Regions from separate parts of the Hordeum vulgare genome. Here region 2 is linked to region 1. Evidence: chromatin contacts called from public Hi-C data. All regions are on one chromosome and are shown on one strand. The core of a region is the stretch at or near the end of the contact, and the rest is flanking DNA. Distances in the headings are between cores, read along the strand shown.

The links. A called contact is a pair of places that touch in the nucleus more often than the background predicts.
Region 2: a Hi-C map of leaf shows a contact between it and region 1, with 5 times the contacts expected there. The contact joins the promoter of LOC123406315 here to the promoter of LOC123402994 in region 1. A contact is called at or near these places in 3 of 6 Hi-C or Micro-C datasets (leaf and seedling).

What each region holds. Positions count from the first base shown.
Region 1 is chr6H:535,880,161-535,885,600 of MorexV3_pseudomolecules_assembly, reverse strand. LOC123402994 (autophagy-related protein 18b) reads left to right here and starts at 2,164. Exons shown (of 11, transcript XM_045096970.1): 1 at 2,164-2,376; 2 at 2,502-2,575; 3 at 2,881-2,954; 4 at 3,123-3,232; 5 at 3,638-3,729; 6 at 3,864-3,976; 7 at 4,364-4,483; 8 at 4,568-4,713; 9 at 4,791-4,907; 10 at 4,979-5,038; 11 at 5,130-5,440. The coding sequence starts at 2,318. The coding sequence ends at 5,286.
Region 2 is chr6H:536,073,577-536,079,016 of MorexV3_pseudomolecules_assembly, reverse strand. It overlaps LOC123406315 (protein TIC 55, chloroplastic), which reads right to left and starts at 2,881. Exons shown (of 3, transcript XM_045099800.1): 1 at 2,371-2,881; 2 at 1,953-2,055; 3 at 620-1,870. The coding sequence starts at 2,771. The coding sequence ends at 752. LOC123406316 (probable serine incorporator) reads left to right here. Exons shown (of 6, transcript XM_045099801.1): 6 at 1-416. The coding sequence ends at 145.

The DNA of each region.
Region 1 (5,440 bases), core at 915-3,414:
GACAGGCGACTGATGTTGTCTTAAGATCAGCCGGCTGATCCGTAGCCGTCGCCTTGTTTTTGTACATAGGGTTTCAGGTTTTAGAGACACACATGTGTTCATGTTTCACTGACATGTACCCATAGCTCTGTCGAAACTCCAGGGTGCTCTGTTTCTAAAACAAAGTCGTTGTTACAGGAAGTAAATAAGGTTGCAAGTCTGTCAGGACCGAGCGCGGTTTGTTACATCCGACGGATGTTAGCGCAACCATCAAACGGTGCTCCATATGGCAGATGTTTCTAATACATCCCCTGCCGACGCCTAACGTGGCCCTAAAAAACCTATTTTTGCCCATGATATTGATGTCCAAGAAGGCATCTCCATCATAGTTACATTTTTTTTACATAAAAGCACATAGTTTTTGAACCATTCATGTAATACTAAATCCTCAAAATATTAGTGTGCCACACGTGATGTGATGAATCTGTATCCACTTAAATTTTTTTTGTAATTGTGTATGCGTGAGACGCTCTTCAAATACACAAATTTCAAAGCCCAAAACAACCAGACTTCACAAAACTTACAACAATCTCACTAATAAACCAGTCCCTTAAATATAAATATCTAAAAAAAATCACTATGGATTACATACGGGCGTGCCTTAAAGTACAAATTCGTTTATTTTGTTCTGTATGTTATTCATAGTGAAATCTTAAAAAAATTATATTTAGAAACCAAGAAGAAAGTGTGTTTTTTGTTGGAAAAGTCTATCCTTCAACCGGCGGATCTGCGCGATCCATCCATCACCTGCTCGTCCGTTCGATCCCGCCATCGCAATCGTTTTCTGAAACTTGATCGTTGTTTCCGCAACTGGAGCGTTGTTTCGGAAAACTGCCTAGTCCATGTCTCCACCTACGCCTCGGCCCCGACAACCTCGCCGCCGCCGGCCTGCTACGGCTCGCCGCCCTCCGCCGTCGGCCTGCCCGCGACCTCGCGTGCCCTCCGTTGCCGCCCCTGCTCGTCCCCCGCCCGCGGCCCCGCCGGCCTGCCACAAGGCCCGCCACCCCTGATCGGCGGCCCCGTCGCCGCCCCGCCGCCCCTGCTTCTGCAACGTGACTTTCGTTGCAAATTTTTCTGAAACTCGACCGTTGTTGCAAAAAATTCTTCCGTAAAAATACTTATGTTACAGAAAGACGAAGAAAAAAAATTCTGCAACAAGCAAATTGTTTCTGAAACTCGACCGTTGTTTCAGGAATTAACGGATCCAAAGTTTATTTCTTGCAACAAAGCGAAAGTTTCTGCAACTCGAGCGTCGTTTCAGGAATTAAGTACAGGAACGAATCGGACGCTACGCGCGAGATCTAACGACTGTCGAGGCGGTGGATGTTTAATAAATATCCACCGATAGATGCGTAGCAGTCCCTTTTTTTGTTGGGAAAAGCTAACCATCAGCCGACAGATTATAATGGCCGCATCAGCCACCTCCTCCGTAAGACACGCGTCCAAGTGACTATGCGGTTCTGCAACAAAGACTATGTTTTTGAAACATATACGATGTTGCAGTGGTCTACTATAGATTTATGTTCTGACCATCCGGCCGCCACCAACCGCCCATGCCGCCCATGAACGTTGCAAAAAATTTCCGCAACTTAACCTTTGTTGTAAAAATTCCTGAAACATGACCTTTGTTGCAAAAAATTTCTCCGCAAAAATACCTATGTTGCAGAAAGACGAAGAAAAAAAATCCTGCAACAAGCAAATTGTTTCTGAGACTCGACCGTTGTTTCAGGAATTAACGGATCCAAAGTTTATTTCTTACAACAAAGCGAAAGTTTCTGCAACTCAGCCATAGTTTCAGGAATTATGGGGTGCCTGACCGGAGCAGATCCGACGACCACGTGTAGATCGGACGGCCCTCCAAGTGGTGGATGTTTAGTAAACATCCACCGGTGGATGCGTAGCATGACTTTTTTGTTTCCAAAAGTATGAACATTGCCAAAAAAAAAAAAAGAGGGGGAGGGGGGGGGGGGGGGTACGAGCCGTTACGAAAACGGATTCCGTTGGTTTTACCGTTAAACCGAAGCTTCTCCTAATCCGTCCAGGACGCACGCAAAGACGCCCAAGTCCACGGCGCTACGAAACGGGGAAGAAGCTACACGTAAAGCATCCGGGTCCGGCCATCCCACCGCCGAATATTTTTCACTACTTTATTCCCGGACACGCACGCAGGCGGCGCAACCCAACCTCCCTTCAGCCGCGGAGGAGAGAAAAAAAAAGTCGGTACTTTCGCCTCACAGGAATCGATTCCGGCGAGCGATTCCGGCAGGCGGCGGCGGCGATGGCGAGCGGCTCGTCCCGGCCCCAGATTCTCTGCGTCTCCTTCAACCAGGACAACAGGTACGTGCGGGGGCGGGGGCGGCGGGATACGCGCTCTCGCGCTCGACTCCGGCGGGTTTGAGGGTCGGATTCCGCCGGAGGGGAGGTCCGATTCTGACTCCGGGTTGCCCCGTGCTTTGTTTCAGCATGTTCTCCGTCGGGACCAAGGAAGGGTTCAAGATTTTCGATGCCCGGACCGGGAGGCTCTGCAACGACAACAGTAAGCCTTGCTCCACATAGCAGTCGTTCACTGCGAATATCCAATTATACTTACAACAGGTTGATTATCTCTTGTATGTGTAGAAAGCTTATGCTGAACAATCAAGGTTGCGTTGTGCTTCCTGCCTAATTCAGACTAGTTCTGAACACAATCGTTGTGCATTGGTAGAGGGTAGAACCAGGCAGCAATGCAAACATTTTCTGTCAATGCGTTGTTCGGTGACTAAAACCGCCTAGGGAATAGCTATCGCGCCATGAATTTATCATAGATAGCTAAGCCGTATGTGCCTCTTTCTGTGGTTGTAGAACTTGGAGGACTGAATGTCGTGGAGCTGTGGTTTGCCACGAACCTCATCGCTATGGTCGGAACTGGGGAACAGGTATCTGACACGCTCTTTTCCTCTTTTTGGATTCGATTTGTTCCCTGTTGTGCCGTTGAAATTCGACGGATCGATTTGTTCCCTGTTGTGTGTGGTTGAGGTTCGACGGATATAGTTTTACACGGATGATGTCGTTGGTTAATCGTCGGTTCAAACTGCCTTTTGCAGCCTTCACGGTCTCCTAGACGCCTTTGCCTGTTCAATACCATTACAGGCGCCTCAAAGAAGGATCTGAACTTCAGGAGTACAATTTTGGCTGTTCGGTTTAGTAGAACGAGGTACACCACCAATCCTTCCTGTCTAAAAGAGACCGAGTACCCTAGTGTTTCACTCACCTGTTACTAATTAGGTCTATCGCTAGTCTGCCTGAGCACATTTAAGACTGTCGTACATTAGTGATGACTATGTTCTTTATATATCCTGCAATTTTTTAAGAGAAGTCCAGAAGGTCCATTCTAATTAACAATGCTGTCAGAGATCATGATACTTAATCATATGCTTCTATCTATTCCTGGCAAAAAAATGTATGAGATACTTCTATCCATTAGTTTCTGACTTCCTGTGATGACATAATTTTTTACTTGTGTAATTTGTTCTATGTCTATCGAGTTTTGGACCAGGGATGTTATGCATGCTTTTCTCATTGAGTTTTATTATAAAAAAGGTTGTCACATTATGTGCAGGCTTATTGTTGTTTTGCAGGACAAGACCTTTATTTATGATCTAAACAGCACTCGTATCTTGGAGGAAATTGACACGGTACATAATCCTAAAGGTAAGCATCCTACCCAAAAATTTCAAATTGCGACTCACACTAGTATTCCAGAAAGTATTTTTGAACTATTTTTTGCTTTGAAACAGAATTTGCTTCGCATAATTGCTGCTAATGTTGTTAACTTTAAATACCAGGCCTTTGTGCATTTGCTCCTAATTCAGAATGGTGTTATTTGGCCATCCCAGCAAGCACATCAAAAGGATCTGCTTTAGTGTATAAAGCATCAGAACCTGAATTAATATGCCAGGTAATTCCCAGAAGGTTTAGTTATAATTCGTACAGCTGAATAAGCATTATTACGTTTACAGATTTACAGTTCTCCATGTCCTGGATCTTTCTTGAGGGAATCACCGTAAAAACCAACGACTCATTGATTATTTTGAATCACTGAAAACGCAATGGCCGTGCAACTATGGTGGCATGCACAATATTTTATTCATATACTATACGTAAATTTTTCTGGAACCTATTTTTTTTCTCGAATATAGATCAGAATAGGAATACTTTCAAGATCGGATTTGTTTTCCTACAGTTTTCAGTCAACTTTGGAGGCTTTAATCTCAATCCTAGTAATCTGAAGATATGTAAATGTCTTTTCACTGATATTTCCCCCCTATTTGTAATTGATCAACAGATAGATGCCCATGAGTCTCCATTAGCTGCAATGGCATTTTCTTCCAATGGCATGTACCTGGCAACAGCTTCTGAGAAGGGCACAATGATTAGGGTATATATCGTGGCACAAGCAACTAAGGTGAACATTATTGATCTTTGTTCTACCACCATGATAAGCACTCTGTATTCTGCCTAATATCGTTAAAAATTCTTACATCAACAGTCGCATAGTTTTCGGCGGGGAGCGTATCCATCAACAATTTACTCGCTCTCATTTGGGCCATGCATCGATCGGCCTGATGTTCTTGCTGCCACAAGTTCGTCAGGCTCTTTGCACATGTTTTTTCTTGACGCTGCCAGAAATGGAAGGTTAGTCTTCCTTCTCGGCTGTTGTGGTTTGTGAACCAACTTTTGTGGGCATAATTTTGACGTGCTTCGCTTTTCAGGAACCAAACGAATAAATTACTAGGCTCGATAATTCCTGGATCCAAAGCAATTTCCGATGCTTTGGATCCAGCTAATCATCATGTTATTCACAACATTGCCCCCGCAGAAACCAAGAGGTACATTTAAGATCTGGCTTCGTCTGACCCTTCCCTGTTTTCACTGCTAATCTAATCCTTTGGAATTTTAGCTGTCTGGCAGTACATAGCGTAGAATATTCCCAAAATTCTTCCAAGTTTCCTGCTGTGAGGTAAGAAATTCATGCATAGTTCGACACAAGATGCATCGTGACATTTAATGTCTTCCAGATCATATTCATAAGCAACCGTACATTTTTGCAGGACTGTAGTCTATGTTGTAACTCACGATGGATACTTCCGCGAGTACACGATCAGCACCACGAAGTCAAACGAATCTTCATGGGTTTTGGAGCGCGAATTTAGCCTGCTAGATACCGGTCATACTTTGAAACAGAATGAACACCACCACGTGGACTGACTTTGTTGGTTTACCGACCACGTTCCTTCAAACTGACTGGTGTAAATATCATGCGCAAGATGAGTGTATCCATAGGAAGGCAGGCCTGACTTAGCAATGGATCGGACCGGTCCAATTTGACATAGTATAGCATAGTGTAGGTGTTGATTAAGCT
Region 2 (5,440 bases), core at 1,632-4,131, 190 kb before region 1:
GTCGACCTCGGTTGGGGAGAGCGGAATGCTTGTCGATGTCGGGTGGCCGTCTGTCTGGGTCAGGATCGCGACCCAGTGGGCAACAGCAGGCCTGTTCATCTGGTCCCTCGTTGCTCCCCTCCTGTTCCCAGACAGGGAGTTCTAGGTCAACCTGGTTACCTACCTGCTAAGAGTGCATCATCCGTTTGGAGCACCTACGTATCATATCGAACGTGTTTCGGCTGTGATAGCTAAGCTGACTATCTGTATCTGGTCTGTAATATTGTGTGAGCAAACCCATGGCAAGGAGCCGGTGTTTGTGACGTTGTCGAGTCTGGTCCTGCATAATGTGTGACCTAAGGCATTGTTGCCAGTATTTCAACAGTGAAGATACGGTCTTTGGTTGTATATATATTGAAGTTGATCTATCTCTTTTACATTGGTGTGTTCCGTTCTACGAGCCTGAGTATGAATAAAATTCATAGTATGTTATTTTCATGATTTCAGTAATCTGAACAGACCCACTCTATTCCTTTGCTTGCGCTATTTCTTTTCAAATATACACTACGTGGATGAAATTGTTTCTTGAGAAGTTAAAAATTCAGTCTCGGCTTATGAACTTGTCTTGCCATGCAACGTCTGATGGCAAAATGACGCTAGTATATATGAGTAGATATATAAACAAGGGTAAAAACATTAAGTGTTTCTACTAGCTGACTAGATTAAAATGCGCTGAGAGTATAATCATATCCCGGCCTCTAATTATGCTTATTTACAATCTTCTGTGTGTCCTAATGAAGTTGGTTGTGATCAAAGAAACCACGGAGCCACACGCATACGACGCCGCGGCGAGCACGGCGGCGGCGCCCAGCAAGACGGCCTTCCATTGCCTCGTCGCCGCCAAGACGGCCGCAGCGGCAGCCACGGCGGCGAGCACGACGAAGGCCTTCTTCAGGGCGGTGTATCTGTTGACGGTGTCCCTGCACCCCTTGCAGTGCACGACGTGCCGGAAGTATCTATTGGTGGGGTTGGGCGCGTGCTGCGTGCCGGCGCCGCCCTTGGCCGGGAACGACGCGGAGATGCCCGCGGCGGCCCCCGCCGGCGCCTGCTCCACGACGGCCGGCACTGGCGGCGGCGAGATGGTGCTGTGGCCGAAGTAGTATGGCATGCCATGCCCCGCCCTGTCCATCCACCGCCGGTACTCGGCCACCCAGGTGTCCGACGACCGGAGGTTGAGGTAGAGCTCCTTGGTGGGCACCTTCTCCCGGAGCAACACCTCGTTCTGCGACGACAGGAACCCCATGTCCTGCTCGAACACCTTGCACGCGTTCTGGTGCAGGTACCATTTCGGCAGCACCTTCACCAGCGGCGAGCTCGCCGTGGACCCGAACCGGACGAGCAGCATCGACTTCCCCTGCCCGGCCGGCCGGCACAGGAACTGCGCCGAGAAGCACTGCTCCTTGCCGTCCTTGTCCACGAACTCGAGCGTGTTGGAGAGCACGCAGGGCGCCTCGAACCGGAGCAGGTTGCGGAGGTGCGGCGCGCGCTCGCGCCACCAGTGGCCGGCGAAGCCCCGGGCGGTGCGCTCGGCGACGTCGAAGGCGAGCGGCTGCGCGTCCTCCCGCTTGGCCGTCCAGTCGGTGCGGTCGTGGGAGATGGGCACGTGCGCCGGGTCCATGAGGTTCTCGAGCAGGATGGAGTGGTCGTAGGGCAGCTCGTGCACCGTCGACAGGTCCGTGAACCCCGGCCGCGCGTACGGCTCGAACCACGGCAGCTTCTTGGCGTCCGGCGGGCTCGCCGGCGACATCCACACCCACACCACCCCCTGCGAGTCCCGCACCTCGTAGTTGCGCGCGCACGCGTTCCGCGGGATCTTGGCGCCCTCAGGCAGCTGCACGCACATCAGATACACGAATCAAGTATTGAACTTTCTCATGCTTTTGCACTGATCCAGGAATGAAATTGATTCAAACCTGTGGGATCTTGACGCACTTGCCCTGCCCGTCGAACTGCCAGCCATGGTAGAGGCACTCCAGCTTGCCGTCGACGAGCTGCCCTTCTGACAGCTTGGCCAACCTGCAGACCCATTGGCCATGTTTGGATCATGTGATCAGTTACAAGATCGGAGCTACACGATATTACAAGATGAGTTATAGATCATGGTAGTCTCTGGTCTGGTTTCATCTGCCCGAAAGGAAATCGATCTCTATGTTTTGATGCACGAAATGGGCTATTGTTATTCTGAAAAGAGATGAACACTGACTCGGTCACTGAATGACTGAAGACTGGTGATCGAGCGCGAAAATCAACCAGGGATTATCACTTTATCAGACAGAGAGAGCCGATGATGGCATGGGACTTGGGGGGCACGCAGACGCAGGTCATGCATACCTGTGCGGGCATCGGTCCTCGTGGCAGCGGAGCACGCCGTCGGCGTCGCGGTAGAGCACGAGCTGGCGGTCGAAGACGGTGAGCGGGAGCGCCGCGTCGTCGGGCACCTCCTTGGAGAGGTAGAGCGGGTACCACTCCTCCCGCCAGTCGTACCTCCCGGCCGCCTCGCTCCCGTCCTTGGGGAGCAGCACGCCGTCCTCCTGCGCGCCGGCCTCCTCCACCGCCGCCGCCCGGCACCACCCGACGGCCCGGCTCCTCTCACTCCTCCCCCCGACCCCCTGCCACCGCACGCCGCGCGCCGGGCTCGTCGCTGCCGACGAGATCTGGAGCGCGGCGGAGGAGACCGCGAGGAGGAGGGACGGGCGCGGCAGCGCGGTGGCGGGTGGAGGAGGAGGCGTCATGTCTGGTCTCGTCTGGTTTGGTTGGCGCACAGAGCTCGCGCGGTCGATGGCCCGGATAGGAAGACTGTAGTGGGCTCGTGGGTTTGCATGCAGACACACGACTCTTTGCTTCCCGCTACGTTACACGTACGTGGGACTCCAGAGAGGTTCTGGCGAGTTACCTGTGTCCCTGTCATGCAAACCGGCGACGGCGAGACGGCGAGTGAGTTTCACACGCGTCTCCTGGACGAATTCGACGTTATGCGATGAATTAAAAAATGTTCCACGGACAGAGTAGATAAGTTAATGACCAAGCAAAGGGCGACCTATCAGGAAGTGACCAAAACATTTACGGTGTACCCTATCACCCTTTTTGATATGAACGTCTATGTTTGAGGTGCTTTGTACTCCCTCCGTTTCTAAATATAAGTCTTTTAAGATATTTCTCTAGAAGTCTACATACAAAGCAAAATAAGTGAATCTATACTCTAAAGTATGTCTATATACATTCGTATGTAGTCCACTAATGAAACCTTTTTAAAGACTTATATTTAGGAACGGAGAGAGTACTTCAGATGAATTACAGTTTTGCCGATGTCAGTTCGGTGAAATTTAGCCAAACCAATCAAATGAGATATAGGCACACCCACAACACACCCACACCCCCACATGACACGCCCTTTTGGGTAGGAGCCCATCATCGACTCGAAATAGCTGAAGGCAGTGATGTCAGGGCAGATTAGGGCCACAATGTATCCATTGGGCAAGGACATAGCTTCGGCGCCATCTAGGGAAGACAAGAGTGCGGAAGAAGGTGGGTTGAGGCGGGGAGGTGAAGAAGAACCGGGTTGTGGTTTTTCGTCCGAAGGCCCAACCTAGTGTCAAAAACGTTCTTATATTATGCAATGAAGGAAATAGAATTTCAATGAAAACATATACTCCCTCCATTCAATAATATAAGTCTTTTTAGAGATTCCACTGGAGGACTACATACGGATGTATATAGACATACTTTAGAGGGTAGATTCACTCATTTTGCTTTGTATGTAGTCCCTTAGTAAAATCGCTTAAAAGACTTATATTTAGGAACGGAGGGAGTACATATTAATATAGTCCAGCAGTAACTACATAATGTTTTAAAATAAAGGGCAGGCATGTTTAAACCCGGCTCAGCGAATTTTCTCCAAAATGAAGCAGGTGCACTACACCATCCCTCCGAGTCATAAGATTTTTTTCAAAGAAAAAATATAAAACTTCCAAAAATTCCCATCTTTTGCAAGGTGAATTTTTGATATGATACGTATATCGTGAGTACAAATATAAATTATAAGTGGATTGCTCGCGAGCTCAAATGTGCCCTCACAAACAGAAAAAGAAAATATAGTTAATAAATTAAAGAGAGTGTAAAGTATATAATTCTGATATTTTTTGTTGGCAACAAACAACGAAGAGTTGTCTACATCCATGCAAATTTTCGTGGAGAAAAACATTCCTCATCTCCGGGCAAAAATAATAGCGCTCCAAAAAGATATTTCTAAAGCGCTGTGTCTTTTTTTGTGCGGAGCATCAGGAATACTTTTTCATTCATGAAAATTTACATGTATATAGACAAATATTCCGTCAATGTTTATTGCGCAAAAATTCAAATTATTTTCAACTTTTTAAATATTTCCTGTTAATTGTTTATTGCGCAAATATTCAGATCCTTTTCAACTTTTTTTAATATTTTCCTAAATAAATCTTCAAGGCTGCATTTGAGCTCGCGACCACGAAAAACACTTTGAATTACCAGTCTGCATCTGCAGTGTGCCGACCCAGCCAGCCCCACATGAAGGAACAGTCATTCCTTTTATATTTGCCGGATGGGGAAGGAGCGCACGACGAGTCCATGATGAGCCAGGCCCCAGCTCGTCATTATCGCTCCATTACGAGCTACGAAAGCCACGCTTTCCCTTTAATCATCACCCCGTAACAGTGCTCCCGCATCGATCACCCAAGAACTGTTCCAGCATCAGCATGTATAGGTATAGCGGCGCTCACTTCTCTGTAGCCGAAGAGACAGGATCGCGTCTGTGCATCATCCGTTGCCCATCACACATCTGTCACTGCTGCATCTACTATATATGATCCATTCCATCTGTCTCTCGCAGCCGAATTAACTGGCGTCGACGTCCGTCCATGTCGGTCGACCCATCGGCATCAACGTCGCCTGGCTCGGCTTTCTATCTGCGCTGCGCGTGCCGTCGGCAGGGCTCCGGCGGCTCTTTCTCTCTGGCGTGCAAGCCACTGTTTCGTTGACGTGGTGAGCTAAAATTGACGAACCTGGCCCTTTTCTGCCGGCCTTCCGGCGGAGGACCAACGTCGCAGTCGCACTCGCACTCGCGCGCACGGTGGCGGCTAGCTCCAGTTTGACAACTCGTATGTATTGTACAGGTTTTACAAGAATTTCTTGGGCGCCAGAAGTAGGAGGAGTGTTCTTCGGAAACCACCGAGCGTACGCGGCGAACTTTCGTAACGTGTGTGTTGGTCTTGGTCGTGAACGGACATCTGCCTAGCGGATGCGAACAGCGCGTCGAATATACGTGCGGTCAGATCCGTGGGAAGACGAGGACGTGCAGGTTCTCTCTCCGTGGTACGTGCAGGCGTGCAGCAGGCTACAGTAGTACGGAGGTGTAGCCCGTCGCACAACG